Linked DNA regions of Mus musculus: region 1 is linked to region 2. Evidence: chromatin contacts called from public Micro-C data. All regions are on one chromosome and are shown on one strand. Each heading gives the region's core, a stretch centred on a gene start, on an enhancer-like site or on the middle of the called end of the contact. The rest is flanking DNA. Distances are from core to core; before and after follow the strand shown. Region 1 has its middle 41 kb from the start of Rasgrf2. Region 2 holds the start of Rasgrf2 (RAS protein-specific guanine nucleotide-releasing factor 2).

Evidence for each region. Hi-C and Micro-C count contacts between places; a contact is called where the count stands out from the background.
Region 1: a contact with region 2 is called in a Micro-C map of embryonic stem cells, with 2.0 times the contacts expected there. The contact joins the enhancer-like site here to the promoter of Rasgrf2 in region 2. A contact is called at or near these places in 2 of 39 promoter capture datasets (the 3T3-L1 cell line and embryonic stem cells), 5 of 484 Hi-C or Micro-C datasets (cortical neurons, embryonic stem cells, neurons and 1 more), 1 of 115 datasets of contacts at active chromatin or transcription factors (embryonic stem cells) and 3 of 9 other capture datasets (adipose tissue, liver and pancreatic islet).

The regions. Positions count from the first base shown.
Region 1 is chr13:92,170,373-92,175,266 of GRCm38.p6, forward strand. No RefSeq gene overlaps it. Among named protein-coding and RNA genes, the nearest start is that of Rasgrf2, 41 kb to the left of the region's middle. Within about 2 kb of position 2,494, at least 4 of the 459 cell types and tissues checked have an H3K27ac peak or open chromatin away from gene starts, as enhancers often do. A contact at or near this core is called in embryonic stem cells, where this site is marked.
Region 2 is chr13:92,130,240-92,134,873 of GRCm38.p6, forward strand. It overlaps Rasgrf2 (RAS protein-specific guanine nucleotide-releasing factor 2), which reads right to left and starts at 1,589. Exons shown (of 28, transcript NM_009027.4): 1 at 968-1,589. The coding sequence starts at 1,255.

The sequences.
Region 1 (4,894 bases), core at 1,244-3,743, 41 kb after region 2:
TGGACATAGAACTACTGGAGGATCCAGCAATACCTCTCCTGGGCATATATCCAGAAGATGTTCCAACTAGTAAGAAGGACACATGCTCCACTATATTCATAGCAGCCTTATTTATAATAGCCAGAAGCTGGAAAGATCCCAGATGCCCCTCAACAGAGGAATGGATACAAAAAATGTGGTACCTTTACACAATAGAGTACTACTCAGCTATTAAAAAGAATGAATTTATGAAATTCCTAGGCAAATGGATGAACCTGGAGGGCATCATCCTGAGTGAGGTAACACAATCACAAAAGAACTCACACAATATGTACTCACTGATAAGTGGATATTAGCCCAGAAATTTAGAATACCCAACATATAAGATACAATTTGCTAAATGCATGAAACTCAAGAAGAACAAAGACCAAAGTGTGGACACTTTGCCCCTTCTTAGAATTGGGAAGAAAACACCCATGGAAGGAGTTACAGAGACAAAGTTTGGAGCTGAGTCGAAAGGATGGACCATCTAGAGCCTGCCATATCCAGTGATCCATCCCATAATAAGCTTCCAACCGCTGACACCATTGCATACACTAGCAAGATTTTGCTGAAAGGACCCAGATATGGCTGTCTCTTGTGAGACTATGTGGGGCACTGGCAAACACAGAAGTGGATGCTCACAATCAGCTATTAGATGGATCACAGGGCCCCAACGCATGGAGGTGAAGGGATCTGCAATCCTATAGGTGGAACAACAATATGAACTAACCAATAACCCCCACCCCCGGAGCCTGTGTCTCTAGCTGCATATGAATCAGAAGATGGCCTAGTCGGCCATCAGTGGAAAGAGAGGCCCATTGGTCGTGCAAACTTTATATGCCTCAGTACAGGGGAATGCCAGGGCCAAGAAGTGGGAGTGGGTGGGTAGGGGAGTGGGTGGGGGGATCATGTGGGTGACTTTTGGGATAGCATTGGAAATGTAAATGAAATAAATACCCAATTACAAAAAAAGAAAATACAACAACAGATCAAAAGGCAATAATAATCTGCATCTGTCAGTCTGTTCCCTTGCCTGGTTGTGAGGCACACTGTATTCATCTCTATGGCTCCTTGATTTCCCAACAGTGGCTCATACTTTACATGCAATAGATGCTCAATAAACACATATCTTGATGAATATGAAGCAACCTCCATCCATAATATAAATATCTTTCAGGGAAATGGCTGGTAGTCTATTTCCATACCAACAATGTATTTTGAAATTTGGTTATAAGACTAACTAATCCCCTCAGGGGAACTACCCACACACAAGTTAAAGGGAGTTCAAAGGGAATGTGGGAATCTGTGTTTGAATACCCTATTGAATGTTTTAAATTTCATAACAGTAAGGATGGCTCTTCCTAAAGAAGTTGGGTGACTAGCCTTGGATAACACCAGTGTAAAATGAAAGAGGTTAATGAACTTTTAGCAGACTCAAAAATACTTCATCCCTGTGTTAGTCAGTGGTTTGATTGGACTGAGAAACACATAAGAGCCAACATCTTGGCAAGTTCACAGCAATCTATTGTGATGTCAGTCTAAACATATTGTGTTCACCTAAACACAAGTGTTCACCCTTTTTCAAATCAGAAGGTTTGGTGTAGAAAACAATGTTACTGAGTTTATCATATAAATTTGACCCAATGGTGTTTAATTACCTACCTGATATCTTCTACCAATCTGTCTATGTCTCCTAAATTTTGCATAATAATAAATTTAGCTGCCCCTCAATCCCAATTTCTGCGGTAGGCCTAAATTCTCAGACTTGTTCAAGTTATGGACATGCCATTGCTATTCAGAGTTGTATTTATCAGATCATATGAGATTATTTGTACTTTGAGGTGACTGATGGATCATGCCTTGAAGTCCTTCTTGATCAAACCCAATGTTATACGCCACAGACCCTCTGGGTCCCTTTGTCTGCGTGGAACAGGTCTCTGGTCGCAGGTGGGCAAAGAGTCGGCTAATGACAGACAGACCAACACTCGAGATTGTGTATAATCTGAATGTAATTTGTCAAGTCGAGCATCAAACTTTTTATACAGCAGAATAGCAAGAAACCAGATGAGATACAATCCACCAAGTTACAGTGACAATATAAAAGGAATGTATACATCAAAAGAAGGCGGGGACCAGGCCAATGCCACTAAGAAGGGAGCCAGGTGTAAAGCTAGTCTATTGTTAAACCCACCACCATGTATTCTACTTTAGCAGACCTTCTCATGAATAGTGCAATACCACAACTCCCCTATTTCCTGGGTCTTCAGAAGAATTCACCAACTTGCTTCTAATATGAAGCTTGCTATACCTGGCTGTAGAGAAGATTCCTGTCTCAGTGGGATTCCCTAGCTCTATTATGGTATTCCCTTGTTTGGGTGAGATTTGCTACTGTCCTTAGTAAATACTTTGCAGACCAGCCCTGAGCTGCTGGCTCCGTCTTTTGTAATGCTTAATTAGTTACTGAATAGGTAACTTCCTTACTGCATTCCTACCGGATTCCAAGCTCGTCTGCTTCTGGAACCTTGGAACACTGGCGAGGGCTTACATATGTCAGAATTCAATCTTAAAAGACACTTATAATAAGATAATACTAAAAATGAGCACGTGGATCCATACACCTGACTAACACGGGAATAGGGTATGAGTATATGGGTTAATGAGAACGCCAAAGCTCCAGGAGGTGAGTTTCCGTGAAACTCTTTGCCTCGTGAGTGCTTCCAGGCTTCTCAGCCTGTCAAGCAGACTTCACTGGAGTGTGTGTGGCAGTTATAGACTTTCTCCTGTGTTTTCCTCTAGGATTTTTATCATCTAATGTTTCATAGTTAGGTCTGATTCACATTGAGTCAATTGTTTATGTAAGATGCAGGTGAGGTATGTGTAGAGCTACTCTTTGATAAGAGAATGTCCACATTCTATGCCATTAATTGTTGAAAATGTTTTTTCTCTATTAAATTCCCTATGTCTACCTTTGTCTGAAAACCATATTGAATATAGTCTGGTCTGGGCTTTCTTTGTCCCATTGGCCTACTTGTCTATATTTCCTCAGTCACGTTACCACCCAGTCTTACTGAAGATCTAAAATTCAAGTCAGACCAACTTTGTTTTTATTCTCAGATTTCTTTTGGTGATTCTACTTTCATGTAAATTTTAGAATCAGCCTAACAATGTCTTGTAAAAGATGTGGGCTACTTTGTGTGGGGAGTGGGAACACCTTAAGATGACTGAGTCTTTCAATACATAAGCAGAGTTTCTCTGCACTATTGAGACCTGTCTTAGCTAGGGTTTCCATTGCTGTGAACAGACACCATGACCAAGGCAACTTTTATAAAGGAAAACATTTCATTGGGGCTAGCTTACTGGTTTTGAGGTTCAGCCCATTATCATCATGGCAGGAAGCATGGCAGCATCCAGACAGGCATGGTGCTGGAGGAGCTGAGAGTTCTACATGTTGTTCCGAAGGTGAACAAGAGAAGACTGTCTCCAGACAGCTAGGAGGAGGGTCTCAAAGTCCACCCCCACAGTGACACACTTCCTCCAACAAAGACTCATCTGCCCTCAATAAGACAATGCCTCCTAATAGTGCCACTCACTCCCTGGGCCAAGTGTATTCAAACCACTACAAGACCTCTCTTCTTTCTTTGATGAAAGTTTAGTAGGTTTAATATGAATGATGATATAAGTACCCCGCATGTGTTTTACCTTTCATTTTAGAGGCAATGTGTAAGACTGTAAATATGTTTGAACATCACACATGTAGTCTACAACTTTCAAAACTGTCTTTTTAGCTTGGGGTTCCTTAAAAAACCTCTGGCCTCCATATGCACACAGAGACACAGACGTAGATATATACACACCCACATACCATTAGAAAAGCACGCTTGTTCTTCCCCTATATGGATGTTTTAAAAGTTTGTGTGGATTGTATAAGAGTGAAGTTGAGACTAGCAAGGTGTGGTATGATCAACAGAAGCTGGCAAATGGGCACCCAAACACAGAATTAGTATGTTCCTCATGCCCTCCAATGTAGTGTGTGTATGTGAGGGAGGCTGTAGCTCACCTATATACACATACAGCAACCCAAAGACTCCAAAAATGAGATTATAAAAGGGATATGGAAATATTAATTAATTGATTTAGCAGCACACACTCTGTACATGCATTGGAATATCATATCACACCCCATAAGTATATTCAAGTATTATATGTTAATACAGAAACTTTAATGTTAGCGATAGAAATGTTAAATGCTGATTTGAGTATTATACACTATGCACACATATTGAATCATCACAGTCTGCACTATTAATTTATACAAATAAAATAATTAGGCCAGATATGGTGTCATACACTTATAATCCCATAAACTTAGGAAGTTGAGGCAGGAAGATCAGGAGTTCAAGATTAGTGTCTCCTACATAGTGAGTTCAAGACCAGTTCAGGTCATGTAAGACTTGGCATAAATTAAAAAAAATTAAATCAAACAAATACATAAATTTTATTAAATGCTTTTCTGAGCTGATTACATAGTTTACTTGTTTCTGATAGTGCTTGGCTCAGTCCCCAGGTCTTCTGCATGGTAGATGAACACTTTACCACTGAGCTACACCCCAAGCTGGATCCCATGGTTCTGGTCCTTAGTTTATTAATCTGGCCATTTACTGTGCCTCATTTACAAATGTCAGACTTATTCCTTACTCCTGGAACACATCTCCCATGGCCAGGCTACATCATCCTTTTTCTATATTAGTGTGTTGTAGTAAATATTATTTGGCAGTTTCTATCCAACCTTAGATCATTTAGTTCCCAAATAAAAGACACAAACCTTTATAATAAACTGTAAAGCAGTAGAGCTCGGCAGATATCTACCCTTTAT
Region 2 (4,634 bases), core at 339-2,838:
TCAGCCTAGAAATATTTTTCTGGAACAGCAAAGGCAACCAGTCCCCCCGCCGCACCCCTACATACCTCCCTCTTCCAAGGTCTGGAATATAGAGGCAAAGAGAAAACATTTGGCTGAATAAAATCATTCCTCTTTAACTGTAATAAACAAATGGCATTTGAAATCAATATGGTTCCTATTTTGCAGGAATGGGATTCAGAGGTTAAGCCATTGCCTTCTCCACGCCTTGAGCACACAACAAACCCATTCAAATTATGACCTACAACTAAAAGGTCTCATTTACTTTAAAGTACAGAGCGTTCTTTTTAAATGCCCATGTTTTTAAACATAAACTCAGGGACAAATGCTAATTCTTGGGAGACAGTGTCTTTATGCTGACCTCGGTGGGCAAACATTCTCAAGACCTAAACTACAACGCATGATTGACAAGGACCAACAAACGCGTCCGTCTTGGTAGTGGGATTGGTGCCCAGAACTACGGGTAAGCCATCACTGGCAGGTAAAGAACTCTGCCGGTCCGGAGCCAGTGAAAAAAGAAACCAAACTTTCCGAAATAGGGTAGTTTGGTCTCACCAAACCAATCTAAATCCAACAGGTGTCAACAGACACTTGCCACATTAAGGTCTAGAACAGCACGGAGTGGTTAGGGAAGAAACTGAGAGAAATCTGACCTAACCTCTAAGAGGATTGCGAAGGAATAAATAAATAAATAAATAAATAAATAATAAAAACCAAAACCTAAGCTAAGCTAAACCAGCCTGGTCTCTAGCCCAGCTGGTCGCTAGGTGGTGGGGTTAAAGGATGGTGGTGTCAGAATCTCTCTGCTCACTCACAGGGACATGCGTTGCTACAGGGTCTCCAAGCACTTGTCCCTGCGCTGTCAGCTGTCCACCCAGCACCAGAGTCGGACAAGCAAGACAGCGAGGCGTCTGGGGTTGGAAGCCAGGGAAAGGAGGGTTCGAGGTACCTGCTTGTCCAAAGCGTCCCGGGCGCCTGCGGGTCCTGCGTTGGTCCTGGGTGGTGCAGGCGTCCGCTCACAGCTGCAGCCCTCTAGAAGGTACATGCCCGCTGGCCGGCCGCTCTGCTCGCCTTCGAAGTAAAAGAGCACATTCTGGTAGAGAGCGAACCACTTCTCGTGCCAGCGGCTCGCCTCTGCAGCCTTCTTGCTCAGGAAGCCGCGTTTGGTGCCCTCCTTGCGCGCCAGCATGGCCAGGTACAGGGCGTGCCCCTCGTTGTAGCGCACGCTCTTCTGCATGGCGAGGGCGCGGAGGGCGTTCGAGTCGTAGCCTCAGCTTCTTGGCGGGGTCATCGCAGATTGCCCTCCGGGAGGACGCACCGCAGACTGCCTGCCACGGGGCACCCCGCTCGCCGCCCAGACCTAGGGCGCCTATCCGGGCTGGAGCACCAGCACCGTCTCCTCCCCGACCGCGCCCTCTCCGGCCCCCGACGCCTCCTGTTCCCCGGAAGCCCGGTGACGAGTGGCCCTCCGAGGGCGCCCGCACCAGTGTCACTCCACCCGAAGTATTGCGGGAGCCCAGCCTCTGCGGCGGGCTGCGCTATGCTATGAGGCGCGCGGCAGCCAGAGGACTGTCCTCGGGCAACGCGCTCCGGGAGACAGAAGGTAAAACGTCACGTGGGAGATCAGCAGTAAGCGGCTTGGAGACCGATTTAAAGGGTAAAGCCGGCGCGGTGGCGGCCGCGGAGGCGCTGCGTGCTCACCCCAGCGCACATCCTTCAGTCGCCTGCCAGGACCCTGGCCTCTGCTTCTGTCCAGGCCAAGCCTGGATGGGGCAGATCGCCCAGGAGGAGCAGGAGCGAGCTTGGTAGCGCCCAGTCGCTCACAGCACAAACACTCACAAATGTGCTCTCATGCATACACAGGCAAACGCACACTGAACATACACATGGAGACTGAAGCATGCACACAAACACACAACGCTCATATTCGCGCACAAAATCACACATGCACCCAAATACAATAAGCACAGGCATACAAGCATACATGCACTCACAACATAAATTACCAAATACTCTTTAATCCAATGCTCACAGTCATACACATAAGACTGCAATGTACAGTCATGTATAGCACATTCCTAGGCACACAGATATACATTCACAATTACAAAAGTACATCCACAGTATGCACTTCTGAAAAACGCAAACCTACAAATTTGTACTTAAGCAGGCAACTACATATATCTACATATCTTAGTGCTATCTCAAACACCCTAATATTTACTGTACTCAGTGCATACACATTTATAATCATATACACATTCACACAATCACCAGAAAAACATACACCTAGACAGAAACACACACACACACACACACACACACACACACACACACACATACACTGGCCTTTTCTGTCACATACACACATGTTCACAAACATGCATTTACATGCAAATGTGCATTCATAAACATACTCATCAGACATGAGCACTTACAGACAGGACACAGACAGATGTATGGGCACTGAGAGGCACACATGTTTACAGCTCATGTGCCAGAACTCACACTCACAAAAAGGATCAGTAGCAGCAAATGGAGTCACAAGGTGACTTTGCATAAACCACAATGTTGGCTTTTCAGCTTCTACCGGCACTGTAGAGATCAAAACTAGCTGTGGCTGTTGATAGGAGAAGTCGAGTGTTCCCTGAAAGCCAGCAAATGTCAATTACTTTTGGACACCTGTTATGTGATTATGATTTTTTTTAAAAGCCAAATGTTCAGTATGCCATTTTAAATAAGGAGAGAGGGGATAACCTTATCAGGGAAAGTGCTGTCAGGGCAGACACTGTCCTCAGAGGCCAAACTGTCACACACAGGCTGAGCAGAGTTCCTTGTTGAAACTGGGATTCATTTGGTTAACAAATCTTACAGCTACTGCTGGAAAACCAAGACACTCTGCTCAAACAAAACACAAGTGGAAAAGAAATGATGTTCCAGCAGCTTCAAAAGAAAACTAGTGAAACCCCACAGTGTTCTTTTTTTCTTCTGCTTCACATTCTTTTTATTCCCCAGAGCCAGGTATTAAAATGAGTGGCCAAAAGAATATTGTGGAAAGAACAGAATAGCAAAATACCTCCTTCCAGGGCAATGAATTGATGGCAATCCACCTGTCTTGTCCTGCAGTTGTGTGCTCACAAATTGATCGCCGCAGGGTCCTGCCTGTTCTGAAAGGCTGTCTTTGCAGGGTGTTTTGACTCTGCCTCGCTGAACAGCTGAGTGGTTTTGCATTTTACTGTCAAAGAAAACGTCACTATTGAAATCCATGTAACAGGCAAATTGCCATTTTGAACAGGTTATTGGGAGAACAGGAGCCACCCTCTAACATACATTTATGTATGTGAAGGGTAGTGCCATGTTGAGCTGGGCTCAGTCCACTGAGAGCTTGCACAGTTTTTTTTAGAGAAAAACAGTTAAGTTGCTGTTCACAAGGTTCTAGGAGCAAGGGAGAGGGTGATGCCTCTGGGGCCTTTTCTCTCTCGCTCTGTGGTCCAGCTGCATACAGATCTGAGAAGAAGAAGCCAGAGCATAGCTGTGGGGTTGAGCACACTAGGTTCAAGCAGGAGCCAGAATGCGATTCACACCAGGACAAAAATAATTTTGTCCTGAGTATCCATACCTTCTAACCTCCTTGCATTACCTCAGATGTGAATGGCTTCTTTCTTCAGTAAGTGCTGTCTCTGACATCCAGCTGTAACCTCTCCCACCCACCCATAAAAATGTCCTTTTTTGAGCCCCAGGAAGCACTCATCTCAACCTTTGCCTGATCTCACTTTCTATTATATGAGGTGCAGTGAACTTCATCTGCCCAAGGCAGTGAAAGAAAAAAAAAAAAAAAAAAAAAAAAAAAAAAAAAAAAAGCTCTGTTTTCCTCCATGGTTTGGTTGTTGACTGTAGTATTGTTGCAGTTCTCATATATAATGGATGTGTGCACATGTGTGTGCATGTATATGTGTGTATGTGTACATGTGTTTATTGCATGTACGTATGTGTGTGTAAATGAATGTGTGTGTGCATGCATTATATGACTGTGTACATGGAGAGGTTACCTTGGCAACCGTGACTGTTGGTCTTCACCTTCTACCTTGTGTGAGATGGGTTCTCTTTTTGTTCACCACCACATCTGCCTGCGAGTTTCTGAGGATTCTTCTCTCCCTGCCTCCCATTTCATCATAGGAGAATGGAGAGTACAGACGCCTGAGACCCTATCTGGCTTTTATATGAGTTTTGGAGATCCTAATTCATGTCTTCATGCATACATAACTGTTTTGCCCTACAGAGCCATCTTTCCAGCCCCTATACTGGATTTTAGTTATGAAAACTCACTGCCACAGATATTGGCCAAAAGTTGATATCCTCAATACTGTTCTGGGATGCTATGGAATGGTGTGCCTGGTGCTAGCAGTGTGCTCACCAGAGGATGATGTCATAGTTAGGAGCATCTCACTTGATTCTTAGTAGCAAAGCCAGATCCTTAATGGATCCAGCACCTAGCGGGGGAAGGTTTATGTGCAGTAAGCACATAAGTGATCCATAAGAACTTCCTAGATTTAGAAAAGACCGATTTAGAAATTAGTCATTGAATTGTTAAAGAAAACGCAAACATCTGCAAATTG